2 separate regions of the Anser cygnoides genome follow, and region 1 is linked to region 2. Evidence: chromatin contacts called from public Hi-C data. All regions are on one chromosome and are shown on one strand. Each heading gives the region's core, a stretch centred on a gene start, on an enhancer-like site or on the middle of the called end of the contact. The rest is flanking DNA. Distances are from core to core; before and after follow the strand shown. Region 1 holds the start of CYREN (cell cycle regulator of NHEJ). Region 2 holds the start of WBP11 (WW domain binding protein 11).

Evidence for each region. Hi-C and Micro-C count contacts between places; a contact is called where the count stands out from the background.
Region 1: a Hi-C map of liver shows a contact between it and region 2, with 1.9 times the contacts expected there. The contact joins the promoter of CYREN here to the promoter of WBP11 in region 2. A contact is called at or near these places in 2 of 7 Hi-C or Micro-C datasets (both in liver).

Annotation. Positions count from the first base shown.
Region 1 is chr1:45,740,585-45,744,197 of Taihu_goose_T2T_genome, reverse strand. It overlaps CYREN (cell cycle regulator of NHEJ), which reads left to right and starts at 1,926. Exons shown (of 2, transcript XM_013182544.3): 1 at 1,926-2,118; 2 at 2,209-3,194. The coding sequence starts at 2,071. The coding sequence ends at 2,439.
Region 2 is chr1:45,588,647-45,592,104 of Taihu_goose_T2T_genome, reverse strand. WBP11 (WW domain binding protein 11) reads left to right here and starts at 2,027. Exons shown (of 12, transcript XM_048061271.2): 1 at 2,027-2,168. LOC106045755 (a long non-coding RNA gene) reads right to left here and starts at 1,015. Exons shown (of 3, transcript XR_007162344.2): 1 at 506-1,015.

The DNA.
Region 1 (3,613 bases), core at 677-3,176, 150 kb before region 2:
AGTCATACTGGTGCTTTGCAGGGGCAAACGTGGCTATAGGCTGCAGGACTCCAGCTTTTGTTTTCTTTTTAAAGTCATATTTATTCAAGCTGGGCTACACTTCTGCGTGGAACCCAGGATGGGGGGAAGGTATGTGCTAAGTAATCTCATTTTTGTATCGCTTGGGAACTGAGGGATGGGGACCGCAGGCAGCTTCCAGCTCTTACTCCAAGCAGTAACAACAAAAGCCCTTTCATGCAGACTGTTTTCTAAGCCAGTTAGCTCAGCAGAGGGAATAGTGAGAGGTTTCCTGCCTGGTTTTGGGGTGGGCAGGGCAGGTGTGAAACATTACTATATAGGCAGTGGTATCCAGAAAAACCCCAGTGTACTCAGGGGGAAAGCTTAACATGTATATGGGAGTTGAACCTCTAGCCATTCAGAGTGATGTGGGTCCTGAGCCTGGGATAGTGGTGGGTATCCCTCCTGGGATAGTGGTAGGGATGCTGGGGGCTGCTTCTCGCCCTGGCAGACCAGGGCCAGGAATCAGCTCTGGGCACACGTGGGGCTGTCAGCGTGGTGTGTGCTGTGCACCTGGGGCTGAGCCCTTTGCCCTGAGGGGCCGTTGTGGAATAGTTTTTTACACAACTTTAATGTAGCAGCAATTTAGGATTAGTTTTATAAATAACAAAGTTAGATTGTATGATTTTAACAGCTCTTCATCAGCATTTGATCATCAGCCAATTTAACAACGATTTCGACAGAATTTGCTACAGTAGAAACAGCGACTTAGTTAAAGAATCGGGAAGGGCAAGGTTCACCCAAAACTTACTGCAGGGTCCTGGTAGGTGTCTAAATCCAGTCGCCCATTTCCAAATTACCCCCTAGTGTGAATTACTCACCCTATTCCCTTGTCGGTGTTTGTCTGCAGATGAGCTTGTTCCTTGAAGGAGTACCCTGAGAGGCGTCCCAGCACAGGGGGAGACTGAGGGTGCTGCATGCTGCTGTCCCTGGAGAGCTCACAGGGCTCTTTGCTTGGGGCTACTATGTATAGGACCACGAGGTGACTGTTATTATTTCCATCCTGGCTATGGTTCGGACAAGGCAATTTTGGTATTTTCCACCAACCCTGCCATTCTGGTGCCTTCCACAACGTACAGCTTTGCTACTCCCCAGACTGGGCTACTGTCCAGGCTCTTCTTTGCCCTTTTTCTTCCTCTTCTGGCTATACTCCCTTCCCTGGAGGGCTTTATGCTTGGGTTGGGAGCAGCCATGGGAACTTTTAACAGCCTGTTCAAGCAGGGAACGGATGTAACTCAGTTACAGAAGCTCTCATACCTTCCTTTTCCTTCTCTAACGCCCCCTACTAGAAATCAGCGTGTTGTGAGGAAGATAAACAGGTGCATTAGATGTTTACGTGATCCTTTTTTTAAATCCAACTCCTGTTAAGCTCTTCTGGTGAACTTTCTCAGAAAAAAACAACTTACTTGCTCACCCCTTATACTGTGATAGTGTGTCGCACATAAAGGATCCCAACGCTTGAAGCACTACTGACAAACATCAAGTGAAGGAGGCAACAGGCAAACGCCCTGCATAGGGCAGACACGGGGCAGCAACAGCCCTTTGCACAAGCACAGGTCTTTCTTCCAGCTCCCTTCCTTGTCTGTGCTGCTCCTTATCCTGACACCTTGACCTGCTGCTTCGCTCCTTCTCGCTGAGGCGTCCCGCGGGCTGCAGCCCTGCAGTGCCCTCTGCCTGTATTTCAAGGCCTGCTCCCACCCGGGCTGCAGTTTCCTTCCGAGCACTGTGTCACAAGACTCGTGCCGACGTGATTTTGTTTTAAACGCCGCCGGGTTCAGGCCCCGAGGCCGGGCCGGGCCCCCCCTGGGCACCCGGGTCCCGCCCCGCGGGGCCGGGCTGCGGCTCACAAAATGGCGGCGGGCGCGGGGCGGCGGCGGCTGCTGCCCGCCTGGATGGGGGCGGCGGGGGGGGACGAGCGGGGAGCCGGCCGGGGGAGCGCTCCCCAGGGCCGGGCGGAGGCGGGGAAGGCGGCAGCAAGCGGCGGCGGAGCCCGGGGCAGCCACGGTGTACTGCATGAACGAGGCCGAGCTGGTGGACGTGGCCCTGGGCGTGCTGGCCGAGGTGAGCCCGCGGGAGGCCCCCCGTCGGGAGGCGGCGCGGCCCCGGGCGGGGCTGGTCACGGCCCGGGCTGGCTGCGCTTTCTTTGGGCAGAGCCTCGGGAGGGAACGAGCTGAGGAGAAGGCCCGCAGCGGGAGCGAGGAGGAGGAGCAGGAGCAACAGCCGGCGCCAAGCAGCAGCCCTGAGAGCGCAGCTGGTGTGGGGACGGGCGGTGACCGCAGCCCCGGCCTCCCGTCCCCTCCTGGTGCCGGTGCGGAGGGGACGGTGGGGGAGGACTCCGAGGAGGATGTGCTGAAATACGTCAGGGAGATCTTCTTCACTTGACCGTGCTGCTTCTGTGGGGCCCGGGGTGCACAGGGGGCTGTGGCGGTGGTGTCCGACAGGGGATGCGCAGGCAAGGGCAGGACTGGGGATGGCGTAGCCCATCACGATGCAGCACGACTACATCTGGGGTGCCCTCAGATTGTAGAACTCCCGGGTGGGCACAGCTTGAGTCGCTGCACTGTGTGGGCTGACCAAAGCCCCGCCATGACAAGCTGTGTCCTGGTGATGCCACCTCCCTTCCCCAAATTCCTGTCACTCAACTAGCAGTAACACCACAGACCCCCAAAAGCAGAGATGAAGGGAGTGAGAGAATTATTAAAATAATTGTGTAAACCCAAGGATGGTGATTCTAGCTGGAGCACGAGCTCATCGTGGACACCAGCTTTATATTTAACTGGTTTGAAAGGACGGAGCACAGGTCATAAGAAAAGGCATAAAAGAAGGAGACGTACTCGGTGAGGATTTGGACTCACCATAAGCTGGGCTGTGGTCTGACAGCTCACCCAGCAGCAGGGACACCTCTGATGTTAACTGCCAGGGAGGATGAGGCTCACCTGGCATGGCTTGAGCATTGTGAGGACGTTCTGGAGAAAGCTAGTACCATGGGATAGCACATGGGATGTGGGGGAGAGTGATAACTCATGCACCCATGTTATTTGGAGTAAAGCCTCGAGGAATCAATCAACTGTAAATACCTGTCTAGCTTTGGTAGAGAAGAACTAAATAAATTTTTTTTCCTATCTGTTTTTACTTGACTTACATTTTTTGTGAATGATTGCCTGGTCAGTCCTGGAATCCAAAAGAAACCCTGGAAGACCCTCTACTGGTGCATCACACCCTGCCTGCACTACTGAGGATGGCAGAAGGAGAGCCTGGGGCTGGGCCAGCTGCCTTACTGGTGGCTTCTCGCTGTGGAGATGGTAGGAAGGCCATGGTGAAGGAAGGGGCACATGTTTCTCCCAGTGTGTGCTGGGTTCTGTGGGATTTGGCTCCAGGTGAGGGTATGTTTCTGTTTGGCATCTCAGAGCATGTCCACATTAAAGGGAACACAGGTTTCTGCAAGTGAGTGTGGCTCCTTGGTGGCTGCAGTGGGTCCTGGCAGGCTGTCCCTGTCGATCCTGGCACTGAATTGGCCTCAGGCCTTGTGCAGGCTTCCCTCAGCTGGGGAACATGG
Region 2 (3,458 bases), core at 778-3,277:
GTGGCTGAGAGGCCACGGCTGGAATGAAAAACCAGGACCAGCAGAAGCCGCAGACTGGGTGATGGGGGTCAGGAGAGGGAATTCGGAGGAGACAAAAAGCATTTCCTTACTTAGACAAAAGGTTTGTGGTGACATGGTGACCTGAAACATCTAGTTTCTGTAAGACATGACTTCTCCCTGCTCCTGACCCACATGGCACTCAGTTTAGGGGTATTTTTTTAGAGGCAAGAGATCAGCAGAAGCAGCAATACTTTGAGTGTTGGAGAGGCAGGAGTTCCTGGCTCCTGTTCACTTTCTATGTGCAAATGTACATTCTAATTTAGGAAGAAAAAGCACGAACTCAGTACATATCTGTGAGATTGCTAATCACTGCTGTAGGAGAATAGTGGAGTCAAATAGAAACCAATCTATTGTACTTTTCAGGCATTTTGAAAACAAATTCTAAGCAGTATTGGGGAAGAAGGACATGGAATGAAGATCATAAATCCACACAATTTGTATTTACCTTTTGATGGATCTTTGTTCCTGGTGGTCTTAAAAGAAAGACATCTTCCCTGCAAAAGCAGGTGTGTAAGGTGTTATGTCCATGAGATATTGGAAGATGTTGGAGGTGCTGGAGGCTGATGGTCTGCAGCCTTTTCTGCTTATGAGGTAGAAGGCCGGAATCCTGAGAGAGGTGGGGCAGCCACCCATGACCTCACAGAAGGGTGTGTATGGCACCTTCCAGCCCCACGAGGCAGTGTTGAGGTGAAAAAAACCCACACTGATCTCCTTAAGACCTTCCCAAACTCTTTCCCCCAATTCCAGCAATAAGAAGACCATGGGATTTGCTTGTGTTGCTGACAGGTGTGTTTTTCTTTTTACTAGTTGTTTGTTCTTGAACTCGGTGCAGCATGCATTCAGCTGGCTAAATGCGAGAGACCAGCAGGGCAGAAGGAGTTTACCTCTCTGCTTCTGCTAGGTAACTGAAACACTGTCCCTCCAAATAGGATATACTTGCCTGCTTTTCCTAGCCCTCTGATCAGTCTTACACTTGATCTTCCACGGGTATCATTACCAGTCTGAGGCCAGGCTGCTGGCTCTTCTCTAGACTCCTGGTGCTACCCCCTTGGAGTGACAGAAGTATATGGCAAGTGAGAAGCATGAGGGGACTATCATACTCCACGTCAGCTCCGAGTCAGCAGTCACTCCTGGGAGAAGGCAGCTCCAGCTGCTGCAGTAACACTTTGCCCACCGAGCCCAGTATGGTGATGAGAAACCCAGCCCCCGTGAGGAGCGGGCAGCCCGCAAGGCCTGAGCAATGTCCCCCTCCAGTGATACAGTGATACTGTACAGTCCCATCACACCTCCTTATGCCTTTCCCCTCTGCTCTGTCTGTTGTTTTGAATAAAGATTAAGAATTGAAACTATATTAACGTGTGTGTTTTAGATAAGAACAACTCCAACAAAGAAACTGTAGAACAGGCAAAATGGGTCTAAGTTGGTCCCAAACCCGTGTAGAAACACTGGATTGTTGCAACCAAAATCTGTCCTGCAACAAACTCCTCTCTGTAGCAAGACCAAAATAAAAGAGCAGGCCGAAGAGGCACAAGGTACTCTGCTGCCTGCACACATGGTGAGCAAGAAGTCTGAGGTGCTGAGAGCTCTTAAAACCCTGGCTCTGAAAATGCTCCTGGCCTGGCCGTCTGTCAACTTGGACGTTGTGTAGCTTGTGACTGATGTTGGTGTTAACGTGTTGCAGTTCATAGCCTGGCTTTCATCCGCCTGCAATGATAAAGTTCCAAGTTTGCCCCCTCCCTATCCAGCACAGCACAAGGGGATCCCCCACGTATCTTTATTGTGGTGTTGGTGCGGGCCCTGACAGGGGAGCGCTGCTGAGGCGCTGGTCCCCGGGGGGAGCAGGGGCCCCGCCCCTAACGGCCGCCAGCCCCGCCCCTGCTCCTCCCGGCCCGGCCATAGAGGAGCGGGACCATAGAGTCGCGGCGGGCGCGCCGCAGTCCCCATTTGCGGAGCGCGGCGCGTTGCGACAGCCGTGCTTTACGGCGGCGCCCCACTCCGTCCCCGTGCAAGATGGCGGCGGGGCCGCGGCGGCGGCGGGGAGCGCTGCGGCTGTAGGGGCCGCTGCGGCGGGGGGAGCCCGGCCCGGCCCGGCCCGGCCCGGCCCGGGGGTGAGAGCAGCGGGACGGGACCGGGCTGGGAGCGGAGGGGAGAGGAGGGGAGAGGGCTTTTTGCGCTGCTTTCTGTCGGGGGAGGAGGGGAGGCCTTCGTGTGCCTCATGGGAGGCTTTCTGCCTCGCTCCCCAGCGGCCATAAAATCATAAGTGGGGTTCTCTATTTGTTTTTTCTTTTTTTTGTTTTTGTTTTTTCCTTTCTCATCCTTTTGTGTTGAAGCTTTGTGCCCTAAAAGGGTTTGGGATGGAGATTTGAGGAGCTTTCTCTTTACCCTTGAAATGTTAGGTGTCTTGGGGGGTGTGAGGTACAAATGTAAATCCTAGCTCTGGTTCCCATCTAAAGAAATAATAGCATCTATAAAATGATAAAATTATTATAAAATCGATGTAGTCTGATAAGAAGGAAGTATGTTATTGGTGTTCCCAAGCCATGGGGTGCTTTAGTTACCAGCAGGCCAGCTATGAGAATAATTTGGTGATGTGAGGCATGAGCAGGTCTCCGTAGTTCTGTACTGGTCAAACATTGAATGTGGTCAGTTCCTGGAGCTTCCTAGGAAGGCTTTCCATGAGGCATTAATGCACTGAATGACACTTGGGCTTAAATTTATTTTTAAGAGGGGAGGTACTTCAACAATTTGTAAGTGACATCTTCTGCATTCTGGGAAGAAGGATGTGTTTGGTGACTTCGGTGAGGCTGTAGGGAACTTTAGATTGAACTTATAAAGCTTTTGTTAGGACTCTGCTGGGTTGCGTGCAGGATGGCGCCAAAAGCTGCACTCCATCAGGTCCTGAATTTTAGAGGTTGCTTCAGATTTCAGTGTAGAACCTGCATGTTTGTTTGCTTTTTCCTTAGAGTGGTGGGTTGCAAGGGATACGAAAGAGGGGGACAAATTAAAGTTGTGAGAAAGGCAATGTCCCTGACTGTAGTTTAACCGTTACTGAAGTTGTCTGTAAGTTAAAGAACTTCTAAAGGTCTTCTAAAGACAGGAAATAACTCTTCTCAGAATAAATTTCTTTCTTTGGTCATTGTAATGCAGCTTGAAACAGTACTGATGGAGGTAGCATAAGGGCAGCGGCATGGCAGCGGTCTGTGAGGAGCAGAAAAAGGCAGGAATGTGTGCAGAGGACTTTCTGGTGGATATGGTGGTTGCTGGGGAGAGATCAAGGGCAGCTTAGAAGTCTGAGGGAAGAAGAATTTGTGGGAAACATTTGAAATGGAGAGCTCTTACGGGAGTAAATGAAAAGCTAGAACAACTCTGATATGCAGGTGCTTGTTTGAACTTCCCCT